Regions from separate parts of the Arachis hypogaea genome. Here region 1 is linked to region 2. The links are chromatin contacts, called in public Hi-C maps. All regions are on one chromosome and are shown on one strand. Each heading gives the region's core, a stretch centred on a gene start, on an enhancer-like site or on the middle of the called end of the contact. The rest is flanking DNA. Distances are from core to core; before and after follow the strand shown.

What was found. A called contact is a pair of places that touch in the nucleus more often than the background predicts.
Region 1: a Hi-C map of an unstated tissue shows a contact between it and region 2, with 2.9 times the contacts expected there. The contact joins the promoter of LOC112705884 here to the enhancer-like site in region 2. A contact is called at or near these places in 5 of 8 Hi-C or Micro-C datasets (leaf and an unstated tissue).

The regions. Positions count from the first base shown.
Region 1 is chr8:7,243,477-7,250,008 of arahy.Tifrunner.gnm2.J5K5, reverse strand. LOC112705884 reads right to left here and starts at 2,799. Exons shown (of 8, transcript XM_025756890.3): 1 at 2,663-2,799; 2 at 941-2,184; 3 at 762-852; 4 at 483-640; 5 at 342-393; 6 at 1-30. The coding sequence starts at 2,056.
Region 2 is chr8:7,188,988-7,195,389 of arahy.Tifrunner.gnm2.J5K5, reverse strand. No RefSeq gene overlaps it. Among protein-coding and RNA genes, the nearest start is that of TRNAW-CCA, 9.2 kb to the right of the region's middle. Within about 2 kb of position 1,354, at least 1 of the 3 cell types and tissues checked has open chromatin away from gene starts, as enhancers often do.

The sequences.
Region 1 (6,532 bases), core at 1,550-4,049, 53 kb before region 2:
ATAGTTGGGAATCCAACTGCAACTGATTATCTGCTTCAAGCAAAAGATGAAACACAAGCAATGAGTACCTAGCTAAAGTGTTTAAGTGATTACAATGGAGCCATTGACATTCACATCCAATCATAACCAGTTTGTCCATGATTATATGTCATCGTTATTCTAAAGAAAAAAAATATTTATTTCAAGCATGTGCAGAATGTAGGTCCACCAAGCCACCTATCAATCACCCATCCACCATGGCACAATAACAATTTGAATCCTAATTATATGAGATATTATGAAATCTACTAAATGACATCTAAGTAGTCTAACTAGAGGAAAATATATCCAAAGAATTATACCTGATACATTATAAAATCGACAATTTCCTGCCATGGACCCAATAATCCCTCCCTGTATAAAGCAGGTAATTCATGTCAATATTCTCTATATAGTATTTCTTTCCATAGAAGAAAGCATGTAAAAAGAAAGAGTTGCTCTACCTGGCCATCGGGTCGATAACATACTGCCGTTACTATATCTCTAATGTCAGTCCAATCTATGACACGACAATCAGGAATCGTCCAGATGCGCACTTTTCCATCTATAGATCCACTAATGAAATAATTATCATCTACGGGATTGAATTGTACGCATGTCACTACAAAACATTATCAAATAACAAAAAGAAACATAAGAAAATTTTGAAGTAATAAGAACAAATTAAGATAAATGGTTCAACAATGCCAAAAATCAGAACAGAATTGTAGTAATGCACACACCATAATTACTGTGTGGGAAAACTTTCAAGCAATTATCGGATTTCACTTGCCACAGACGGACAGTTTTGTCAACGGATGACGAGAGAAGATACTGCATCAAAAAGAAGAACCAAATCAATTTTCATACGCAAGCGGATGCCTTTTTTGCTAGAAAACAAAAATTTTTGACATTCACTCACATTATTCTTTGACCAGGAGAGATCCAATACTTCACCTCGATGCCCATAGAACTCATGCAACGGTTTCTCCAACAACCTGAAGATCTTAGGAGGGAAAATGATACATGCTGAATCTTGTGTTTTTCTCATGCTCTTCAGTTTGTTGATTTTCTCCTTGTCCATAAACAGAGGTTTCAATTCAGAGAGATTATTCACTGTAAAGTAAAGGGAGGATGGGTCAATTTCTGAAATGTCAATTTCATTAGACATATCCTCCTCAATCACTTGCCACAAGCGCACAACTCCATCTTCACTGCCACTTGCAAGATACTGGCCATCAGGACTGAATTTCATTGTCGTAATAGAACCTTCATGCGCTTTGATATCTTGTCTCATGTAAAGAGCAGACAATTCCTTCATTTGCTTCTTGCATTGCCGAACCTTAACTCTCTGAAGCCTACATCCTAAGCCAAAACCATTGTCACCTTGATTATCAAGCATACATGTAAACGACCGCAATCTTCTGAGCCAACTCCTTTTATTCCCATTCGTCTGCCAAGAAGGAGTTACCCCAGAGGGTTTCTCAGAATCATCAGGTTCCCCTGCATTCGCCAACCGATCCAGAACCACATCCCTACCATCCCTCATATTCCTCTGTTCCCCCTTTGGATCCACATTACACTCAACTCTCTTGTCTGAATTCTTGTCTTGGCACAGCAAGTTCTCCTCCAAACCATACTCCTTTGAAGAATCAATACTGGAAAAACAAGACATAGATGACCGACTCGAACAGAACTCCTCTTCAAAACCATCACAAGTTCTAGTCACAGCCCCACTACTATACTCCACTCTATCCCTCACCTCTTCCTGCTCAACAACACCAACCACATCCACTGAATTCTCAATCCCATTCACACTCAGTCCCATCTTCTTCATAAACTTGCCCCTACGCTCTCGAACACTCCTCGGGCTCCGAATCCACACATCATAGTCAAAGCCCTCCAATCCTATTCTTCCATTGGAAGTAGATTTGATGTCAAGGGTGTCAGTTCCATCAGATACTGAATCTGCAATGGACACAACATCTTCTTGAGCATCAAAAAACCGACATTCTTCGAATTCGCTAAAGCTACCCATAATTCTTCAAGTTCAACCCATGAAATAGCTAGCCACCACTCAAAAAAGCAACATATGTTCTGGGAATGCGTCAAAATTCAATCTTTTTCCTTTTTATTCGGACGAAGAAGCCACCCAGGTGATAATCTCTATATATATACATAAAAAAAACAAATAAAAAAAGCACAAAAACCAATATTAACCAGCATAAACATTATAAACAAAACCACGCAAAGATGAGAATAATATATAATAAGAAGAAAACAGAAACCGAGAGATCCCACATAGATCCCAATCCGAACCCACTGAACCTGGTCTTTTAAAGTAATCACTAACAAGCATTCCACAATTACGATAGAAAAAAGAAAAAAAAAACACTACCAACAACTCAAAAATCAAAACAATAATAAACATTTAAAGAACAAATCACACGCACGCGCACACGAAGAGAAATTCAAAATGAACTCACAGAGAAGAAAGGGTAGAAACTGAAAGTACGTCAAAATCCAACAAAGATAATAGAAGTGGATGGAAGTGAAAATAAAAAAAAAATAAAAAAAATAGGGGAATTGAGAGAGGAAAGTGTAACGTTTAAAGGGAAGTGATGAAATAGGAGCAATAACTTACATGGTTACATGGGGTGGATGGTGATCAGAAAAAGATCAAAACTTTGGAAGTTGAGAGAGTGGAAGATCAATGGAATATCGGAGTGTCCGAAGAGGATGCAAAAATGGAGAAGGGAGAGAGCACTTTGAGCGAAAGCCAAAATCACAAATGATTCAATATATTTATAGAATTTTTATTTTTTACACAGTATACAAAAAACTTTACTATGCATCACTATTCCAGCATGATACTGACAAATCTAATTTTAGTATATTGTAAAAAAAAAAATATTTTTTAAAAGAATTTTTTTGGTTGTACGTGTAAATTAGGTCTATTTATAATTATCTCAATTTTTTACTAAAATTAAACTTCTTTAAGATTTTGATAAAAATTATTTTTAGTGATCTGTAGAAAATTTTTTTTATAGAATGATCTGTAGAAGATTTTGTTTGAATGGATTTTTCATTTATTTTTTGAGTTTCTATTTGTAATAACAATAACTTATAGGTAGAAACTCAAGTGCAATGGATTTCACGTGAAGTTGATACCTGAGAGTCGTTAGATGATTTGACTGATTTGACTAAATTTTCATCTAACAATTCTCAAATATCAAGTGAAATCAACTTCACCTGAATTTTTACCTAACTTATAATAAAGTTAAGTGAATAAATTTTTTTTATAATTTTTTATGTTTTCTACTTCTAATTATTCTGCAGTAAAAGTTTAAACACGCATGATGTGTTTTTGTATTTATTCATTTAATTGTTTAAATAAATTTATATTTTCACTTTCTTTATACTTTGAACTAGTTAGCAAATTTAGTGACATGAACACTCTTTAAATAATAAATACGTAAAAATGTATAAGTTTTAAGTTAAGCATGCATTATTTTAGATCAATTTTTACAAGGTCACAAAAAATAGAGTAATGAATTTTTAAATAATATAAATAAGGTTCAATTAATATGTGCTCTTAGATTACTATTGAAATTGATTTTTATAAAGAATATACAAAATCTAAATTTTTAAATATTTATTAAAGTAAAATTTTTGAAGAATTCTACTAATAATAATTTTAATGTATATTTTATAATTTGTAAATAATACCAAACCTGTACTTAACTATGATCTCATACTCACGTTAAACAAATGTATATTTTCTTTTCTCAATAAAATCTTAACTGTAGTGCACTTTAATTGTAGCAGCATTTAATTAAACCAACAATTTTCTAGAGTAATGACAATATTTAAAAAAATTAAAAGTGTCCAACCAATATAAAAAAAATCTAAAGAGCTTTATAAATAAAATAAAGAAAGGGTTTTAGAAGTGAAAAGAGAAGAGAAATCCGTTTAGAGGAAAATAAAATTGGAGGAGGGAAGAAAAAGGCAAAAGGTAGAACAGAAAAATTAAGAGACACATCCATTGATATTGATGAATACTTTGTGAAGCCATAGCCATGAATGTGGATGGCCCAAGAAACGAGAGAGGGTAGAGAGAGAGATAACTGTGTTTTTGTCTTTGTGTTAGTAACTAATTAATTGTGTTTCTTGTGTTGTGGGTGCTCTCTCTTCTTTGGTCTGGGTCTAGACTTGTTTTGCGTCGGCTTAGATTGGATGCGACTCACTCGCTTTGAATTATCAAAACCTTTTGATATGTAAGGGTGTTTGTGGATCCGATTGTATTTACAGATTTACGGTGAATATTTGCACCCGATTTAAAAATTGTGGATACGATCCGATCAGATTGTGAATATTTGTTCTAGATCCACATATTTGATTTGTGGATCCACAGATCCGCACAATAATAATTAAATATATATATATGTTTAGTATTATGTTTACTTGTTTGTATGTTTTAGTTAGTAATTATTATTCATATATTGTATTATTTTATTTTTGTTATTTAAAAAAAGTTTGATTAAAAATATTTTAGGAATAAATAAATTTAAAAATGTGAAAGAAATATTTTTATTGAATTTTTTACATAGAAATATGATTAAAGATTTAATTATGCGGATATATTCGATATCCAATCCGATCTGACAATAAAAAACACAAATATTATATTCGATCCAATGAAAATTATGCGAATTGGATCGAATTTCTGGCTATATCCGATCCAATCCGATCCGCATACACCCCTATTGATATGCACCATCAGTTTGTTTTATGTCCAAGTATCAAAGGAACCAAGATGCTCATTTTAGCAACTAAATTAAAACACATATCTACGTTTGAATCTGCTCATTCTTTTTTTTATTTTTCTTCTTCTAATCTCTTTCTCTTTCTATGTATATTTAAAAATTGGTCAATTTTACAAAAAAAAATTGACAAATTTTATATTCAATTCTGTTTGACTCACCAATTTTTGATCAATTTTTTATTAATTAATTTTTTGTTAGATCGAATTGTATTTGTCATTCATTCACAATTCAACCAACTAATTTAAATCGATTTACAGAACCTTAAAAGTAGTCTCGTTTAAAAAAAAACTTATTATTCAATAAACGTATACTCATAATAATAAATCTAGCCAAAACCGTATCACATTTTTTTAAATGATTATCAATTAAATAAAAGTTACAAAATATTTTTTTATTAATATATTATGATTGCTGCTAGCATTACTAGTAGTAAACAAAACGTTACGAGTGATGGGATGACTCTGGATTCGATCACATTGGACTACATATATTAGGAGAATTTAATCAAATCCATATTAAAGCATGATAAATGGAAACATGTGAAAAACTAATGCCATAACCAAATTCATGGCCAAAACAGCTACCTAATTAAAAATTTGGAACAAGGTATCCAAACCCTTCAAAGATCAGACATGTCCAACCAAATACTCCACATAGTGACTTAAACTACACATTGCCACAAAGACCTTGTCTTTTTCCTACTTCCAAAAATAAATAAACCTAATCAATAGGAATTGGTCTAAGGTATAGACATGATATTATTTTTATTCCATTGAATTCATATATCACATTGGCTGCATTTGGAAGAGAGATCGAGAGATAGATTGAAAGACAGAAATAAAATTAAGTCTTTATATTATATTTATGTAAATTATATAGAACTGAGTTATGTTTCAGTATCATAATTGATTTAATATAAATACAAAAAGTCAAAAACTGAAACAAATAAAATTACTTAAATATATTTTTCTCATTTTCCCTTTTTTTTATTAAATTTCTTCTTCTATCACAAAAACAATCAAAGTATGGGATTAGCAAGGCATTGAAATGGTAATTTTCTCGCATTTTCCATGATATTTATAGCCCGAAGTTTTCAGTGCTCATAAATTCTAAACCAATTTTAGCTGATCAAAGTGACCAGAATTTTTATGGTTTCTTTTGTGTTGCTTTTTATTCTCTATCTTCTAGGTTTGCGGCCATCTACTCTTATAAAATAAATATTATAAATGAAAAACCAGAAAAAAAAAGAGAAAAAAGAAAACAAAAAAAAGAAAAACTAAAGAGAAGACTATTTCGTCAATGACAATGGAGCTTATAGTTGGCACTTAAGAGAATGGAAGAGAGAGAATGCAGAATAATGGAGAGAGCGAGATGAAGGTTGTGGTAGGCTTAGAGAAGGGAGTTGAATCTATGCCTTCCTTTTCAGTTGCTGTTATGACCTTTTTAAAACGAAACTTTCAATTCTGATTCTGTTTGAACTCAGCAGCGGAAATTTATGAGACAATTTATTTTTGTCTCATGAATATCAGAAAACAGAACACAACAGAGAAGAGAAAAGTTAACACCAGCATGTATCCTGGTTCGGTTGCCTTGTGCTATGCAACCTACGCTTCCACAATAATGGAGGAATTTCCACTATAGTTAAAAGTATTACATACACCAATTTCACACTCAAGTTCTATCCTAAC
Region 2 (6,402 bases), core at 105-2,604:
AGTGTACTCTAATCTCAACATACTTTCAAAATCAAATATTCAAACAATAGATTAAAATGATTTTTGTATGATTAACTCTTTTTATCTTTTGTATCTTTTAATATAAGTTTAATTTTAGACAATAAAAAAATATAAATACACTAAAAAATAAAGATAACACTAATGGTAAAAAGATAACACTAATGGTTATATCTCTAATATTTCATAAACCTCTATACACATTATACAAATATTTCATTGACTCCTCGTAATTTTCCTTTTCAAATATAACTTAATGTCATCTTTAATGATATCCTTATTAATATAGATGCTTTGCATGATTTTTGTTTGTAATTGATCATACTTAATTAATTCTTATAATACTCATCATGAAGATTAAGAAATAACTAATTATATTTGTCATTATAATATACTAAATTAATTCTTGACTCAACAAAAAAAAAATACGTTAAAAGATGAAAAAAATGTATGTACAATATTTAAGGTAGTGTTTGTTTTGAAGTATTGAGATAAAGACTGAAAAACTTAGATTCAATATCGTATTTGTTGATTTAGAGATTGGTACTGAACTTTCTGTCTCTATTTTCAAAATTTCAGTGTTTCAATATCTCTAAAAAGTAAGAATACAGGGGACTAAAATTTTTAGAGATAGAGACTAAAATTTTAATAACATTTTATACCTAAAATACTCTCATTTCAATTAATTAATTTTAATTTTACTCTTTCTGCAAATTAAATTAAAATTTTATTCTTATTTCAATTTTTGTCTCTTACTTTACACCAAACAGAATATTAAAATTTATTTCAATTTCTGTTTCTTAATCTCTATTTCTCAGCTTTAGTCTTTCTATCTCTATCTCTTCACCAAATATTACCTAATTGAATTTGATTAATCATTTTAATTGGTCGTAAAACTTTCTCGTAACAAGAGTATTCGACCTCCAATCTCATATATTTTTCCCTTTTCACCGGCTTGCAACCAAAAAAAAAGGGAGAAAACTGTTTTGTACAATTAACTTATTACCTTGGCTTTCTGATTAACTTGGGGTATATATTAAATTGTTAATTAATATTTTAATATAAGATATATACATTTTAAATATTTAATGTATTTATTAAAAGCATAAACTAAGCTTTTAATAATAAGTTCTTGCATGAGTCGATAAAAAGGGTGCATTAACAGTATCACAATTTGAGTTGGTGCAGATTATATCAAACAAAAGACGAGTTAGTTGGACATGAACCCTTTTTCTTTGTTGTAGGTACAGAGAACTTATTTAATAATTTAATCAGTATCTAGGTGCGTGCCTGCTTCTTAATTAAGTAATAAATCAACCTCTGGATCCAACCCTACGGCCCCCCTAATTAAAGATTCTGTGCTCTACTAATACTGATCTCCAATTTCCACGGTGTTAATTCCTCGTTGATTTTTAGTTAGATAGGTCTTCAACTTAGACGCAAACTATGTTAAATATATACTAAAATTAATTATTAATATATAATATATATTAAAATATAAATATATATTAAAAATAAATTAAATTATATATATTTATATATAAATATATTTAATAAATTTTAATAATTAATTTTAATATATATGTATAAAATTTTTTTAAATATATTAATATATTAATAATTTTTAATTATTAATTTTAATTATATATATTATATATTTTTTATAATTAAAATTAACGATTAAAAATTATTAAAATATTAATATATCGATATATTTAAAAAATTTCATATATATAAATGACACATGAAGTGAATAGAAAATAACATCAATTCTTATTCTTACAGTCTTGTGAAGTTAGAAGTGGGCAATTAGCCGACATAATAATTAATTAATTACTTGAGTGGCTGCATAGATAACTCCATGGAGAGTAGCGACTGCAGAAGCCGACATAATTAATAATATGCATAAACTGAATAATTTATTTAAAATTTAGCTAATACGTATTTTAAAATAGTATATATTATTTAAATTTATGTATTTACTAAAATAATATTTTCAATTAATAATTTTAATACATGTCTTTAAAACTCATACCAATTATAATAAATTCATTTAGTTATTAATTATGATAGTTAGATATTCCAGTTTTTTTGTGTTTCTGGCCGACAATTGATAGAACCATGACGTAGACAGCCAACATATACAACTTATAATTAATAATTAATTTAAGCTTTTCTTCCACCAAGATTATTGAAAATTATGTTGATGAGTGACCCAAAGCACAAAATAAATATTATTATTCATATTAGGGTAATAAACATAAAATTGATATGTTTTTAAAACCACAATGATTTTTTTTTTATATTACTATTATATGCATTCACTTATTCTAGGGTATTATTTATTTGAATATTTATAAGTCCTTGAAGACTGAAAAACGTAGTTAATAATATATGAAAGAAGTTTAATACTTACATAGTTACATTAGAGTAAGATTAAATTCATTAAAACAATAAATAATTTATTTTAATAAAAAATTTTAAAAATCTCTTTTTTATCATGAATAATGTTAAGAACACTGTAATTTAAAATTATTTTATTTAATTTAAAATATATTTATAATTTTATATATGTAATATTGTTGTTATATATTTATATTATTAGTTATTATATTTAAAATTATTTATTTATTTTAATAATAATTAAAAAGTATAAAATAAAAAAATTTTAAATTATTATAAACTGATTTTAATTGTATTTTAAATATTTTTTTATTAGTTACTAGTAGAGTGGGACGGACTCGTTGCAAATCGCAATAGTAGTAGTTAAGCGTAGCTAAATTGTAGAGTGACTCATTACGTTATTTTTTTTTTCTGCCAAAAAAAAATTGAGTTATTGGTAATTAATAATTTTTTTTTCTAAAGATAAGTATACATTTTGTCTTTAATGTTTATCTTTTTTAAGTATTCCTAACGTTTAGTTTAATTTCATTTAATTTTGTTTTTGATATTTTTGATTTGTATCAAAATTATCCCTAAAAATTTTTTATTTTACACCTAATATTTTATTTGGATTTAATGTTCATGGATAATTTTAATATAAATCAAAAATAATAAGGACAAAATTAAATACAACTAAATATTAAAAATAATTTTGAAAAAAAAAATTGTTAATGTTAGGAACAAAAAAGTGTACTTTATCTTTTTTTAATGAGTAATTTAAAAGTATTAGTGAGGACAAATTGTCACACGTTTGTATAATAAGTAGTAAGAATAATGTTAAGGAAACTAATTTAGATTAGTCTAATTGTTAATTCACTGATATGTTTAAATAAGTATACTGTTGGATGTTCGAATTTCATATTATGTATATTTTTAAATCATAAATCTTTGATTTTAAACTTTAAATTATAAATCTTAAAACAAAATTTACTAACTAAAAATTAATTCTTTATACTTTCTCGGCTTATCTCCTGTGGCTGAAAAAGAAGCCACAAGCATAATAATTAATTTGATCATTAGTTTTAATACACATATAATATTTTTATAAACTGGTTAATCTGGAAAATACATACAGTAGAAAAGTGATTTAATCGAAAAGAGATTTAGAGAAATTAAGAAGGAGAAAAATCCAATGAGATGTATGTGTGGGTGAAGGAACTTTATTTATTGCGACGGTCCTAGTTAGCACATTATGGGGTTCAAATATGAACACACATCATTCATTCACTTCTTTACGACAAATATGACAAGCATATGCCTTCCATCCTATAATTTCTTCTTAATTTATGGAGCACCATGGGCATACATCTATATTTAATGGCCTCCTAGCCGTCTACTACATCTATTAAGAAAAATCATCAACAATGTATGTATAAAGTTTGGATGATAATTAATAAGACGTGCTAATGTTTTATATTTAATTAATTTTAACGTAAAATCAATATAAAAAAAACTTATACAAATATCTAACCATAAATCATCGTATAATCTATGATATTAAAAGCAATCATACAATTAAACAATGAATCAAGCATATGTTTTTAGGTAAATTAAATTATCAAAACGTATTTTGAATGGATAGAGTTGTAGGTAGTAATTAAAAATATGGGGAAGGGATATCCAAGTCTTAAAGAAACAACTCCACATAAATGGTCACTAGAAGAAGAGTCAAATGAAATTGAACCACAATTCATTCAACATAAAAATTCTTTATTTAACTTTGACATTTCGTTATTCTTCTTATATCACGGGTAGTAGAACATTTGAATCAAATGAATATAGCTAATATACACGATTATGATTTTGGTCCTAGGGTTATATAGTGCGTTATATCCTTTAATACATACCACTTTGACCCATAAATAAAGTTGACTCGATAGATTGAGATCTTGAAAACAAATAAAGGACTAGCAAATCCATTCGTATCTATATCGATACCTCAAACGCACAAAGTGATGCTATAATTTTAAAAATATTTAATAATTAAATCGAATATTTTTGTGACTACAAATATCTATGAACAATGCACATCATGCATGCAAAATAAAATCTAGAAATGGGATATTTTTTTTGCTTTCCTTTGATAGAGCTGGAAGAAGGATGAACATGGGCATGCATGCTTAAATGGGGCTCACATTATTATGTAACACAATATCCAAAAGTACCACGGCTAACGGCTTAGGATGATTAACATTGGTGAAAAGTGAGTGTGAGAGAAGGGAAAGGGTTGGGTTGTGTTGTGTTGGATTAGACAAGTTTCCACAAAACAAGCTGGTATGGTGGCTAAGGGTGGGGCACTTCTTCTATGTTTTATGGCTTTGTATTTATACAAAAACACTATTCGTACGTTAAAATCAACTACTAAAATTAGTTACCAATATATTTATATATAAATATATGTATAGTTTAATTTATTTTTAATATGTATTTATATTTTAACATATATTTTATACTAGATGATAACTGACTTTAATTAATAGCTGATTTTGGTATATACTTAACATTACTCGTATATATATTACTACTTACTTTCCAACTCGTTTCTCTATGCAAATTTAGTTTAATTAGAATGGGTTCCCACCGCCCCACTAGCATCTTTTATGGTGCATGCATGATAATAGCAATCATATTATATAATAGCTACCATAAAAATATAAATGTATAAAATAGTTTTGTTATATGTAATGGCATTTCCATTCAATTTCCTTATTTCACACCCTTCTTCATTTTGTTCCTCTCCTTTCATTATCGTTTTCCTTTTAACATATTAGCCTACTCTTCATTCACGTGTATATATTATCCAACCATAATAAAAGGAAAAAGGGTATGACTTTTCACTACAAATTAAAGTTGATGGGATTTGGATTTCAACATCTTATAGAATTGACTTGCATATATGAAGAAGAATAAAATAAAAGGAATGAGAATGAAGCCATGTTTCTCCATCTGTCATCTTGAGTTGTAGTGACAACTATGAAAATGTGCCATGTTTTTATCTGATTGTATTTAATATAAAATGACGAGGAAATCTAAATAAGGAAGATGCGATAGACTTTTCTTTTTCATATTACAAGAGCCATTATTAATTCTGAAAGGATTTTTTCCCTATAAAAATAATTAAATGTATTTATAATAATCAAATTAATCATTGAAAGATAAAATATTTTTTAAATTTGTCTGTAATTTTTTTAATTAAATTAATCCATCAAAAATTATAAATTAATCATATTTGTCCTTCAATTACTCCATTAATAATTTCGGTCAACAACTGATGATGTAAGTAAAACGTTAATTGACAACATATAAGATACCTAAAATGTTTAATTGGACATTAACCAAATATATTTATGAAAATCTATTAATTTAGTCTATTTTTCAATTACATAAATCTTATTCCTAATATGACAAGCGACTAAATTAAATTAATAGATTTTCACAAACATATTTAATTAGTGTCCAATTGGACATATTAGATATCATGTATATTATCAGTTAATATTCCACATCATCAATTGTTAATGAAAATTGTTATTGAAATAATTGAAAAACAAATATGATTAATTTGTAATTTTGAAAAGACTAATTTAATTAATAAAATCTTTTAAAGACGAATTTAAAGAACTTCTCATCTTTTAGAAATAAATTTGACTATTAATCATATTTTTTTAAGAATAAGATTTTAATATTTTTAATAAGAATAAATTACCATTTGTGCCCATGAAAAATACAGACGCTAACAAATGTACCCATATAAAAAAGAAACGACGATTGTAACCACGGAAGATGACCTCTGTGCGCCAAAAGTACACGGACACTGGTTACGTATTTTCTTCGTTAGTATCCGAACCTACGTGGCAATAAAAACTTCACAAACCTATGTACGTGTATTGTTACTTTGACATGTGAGTGTTTCAGAGCCAGGTAATACAAAAATTCAAACCC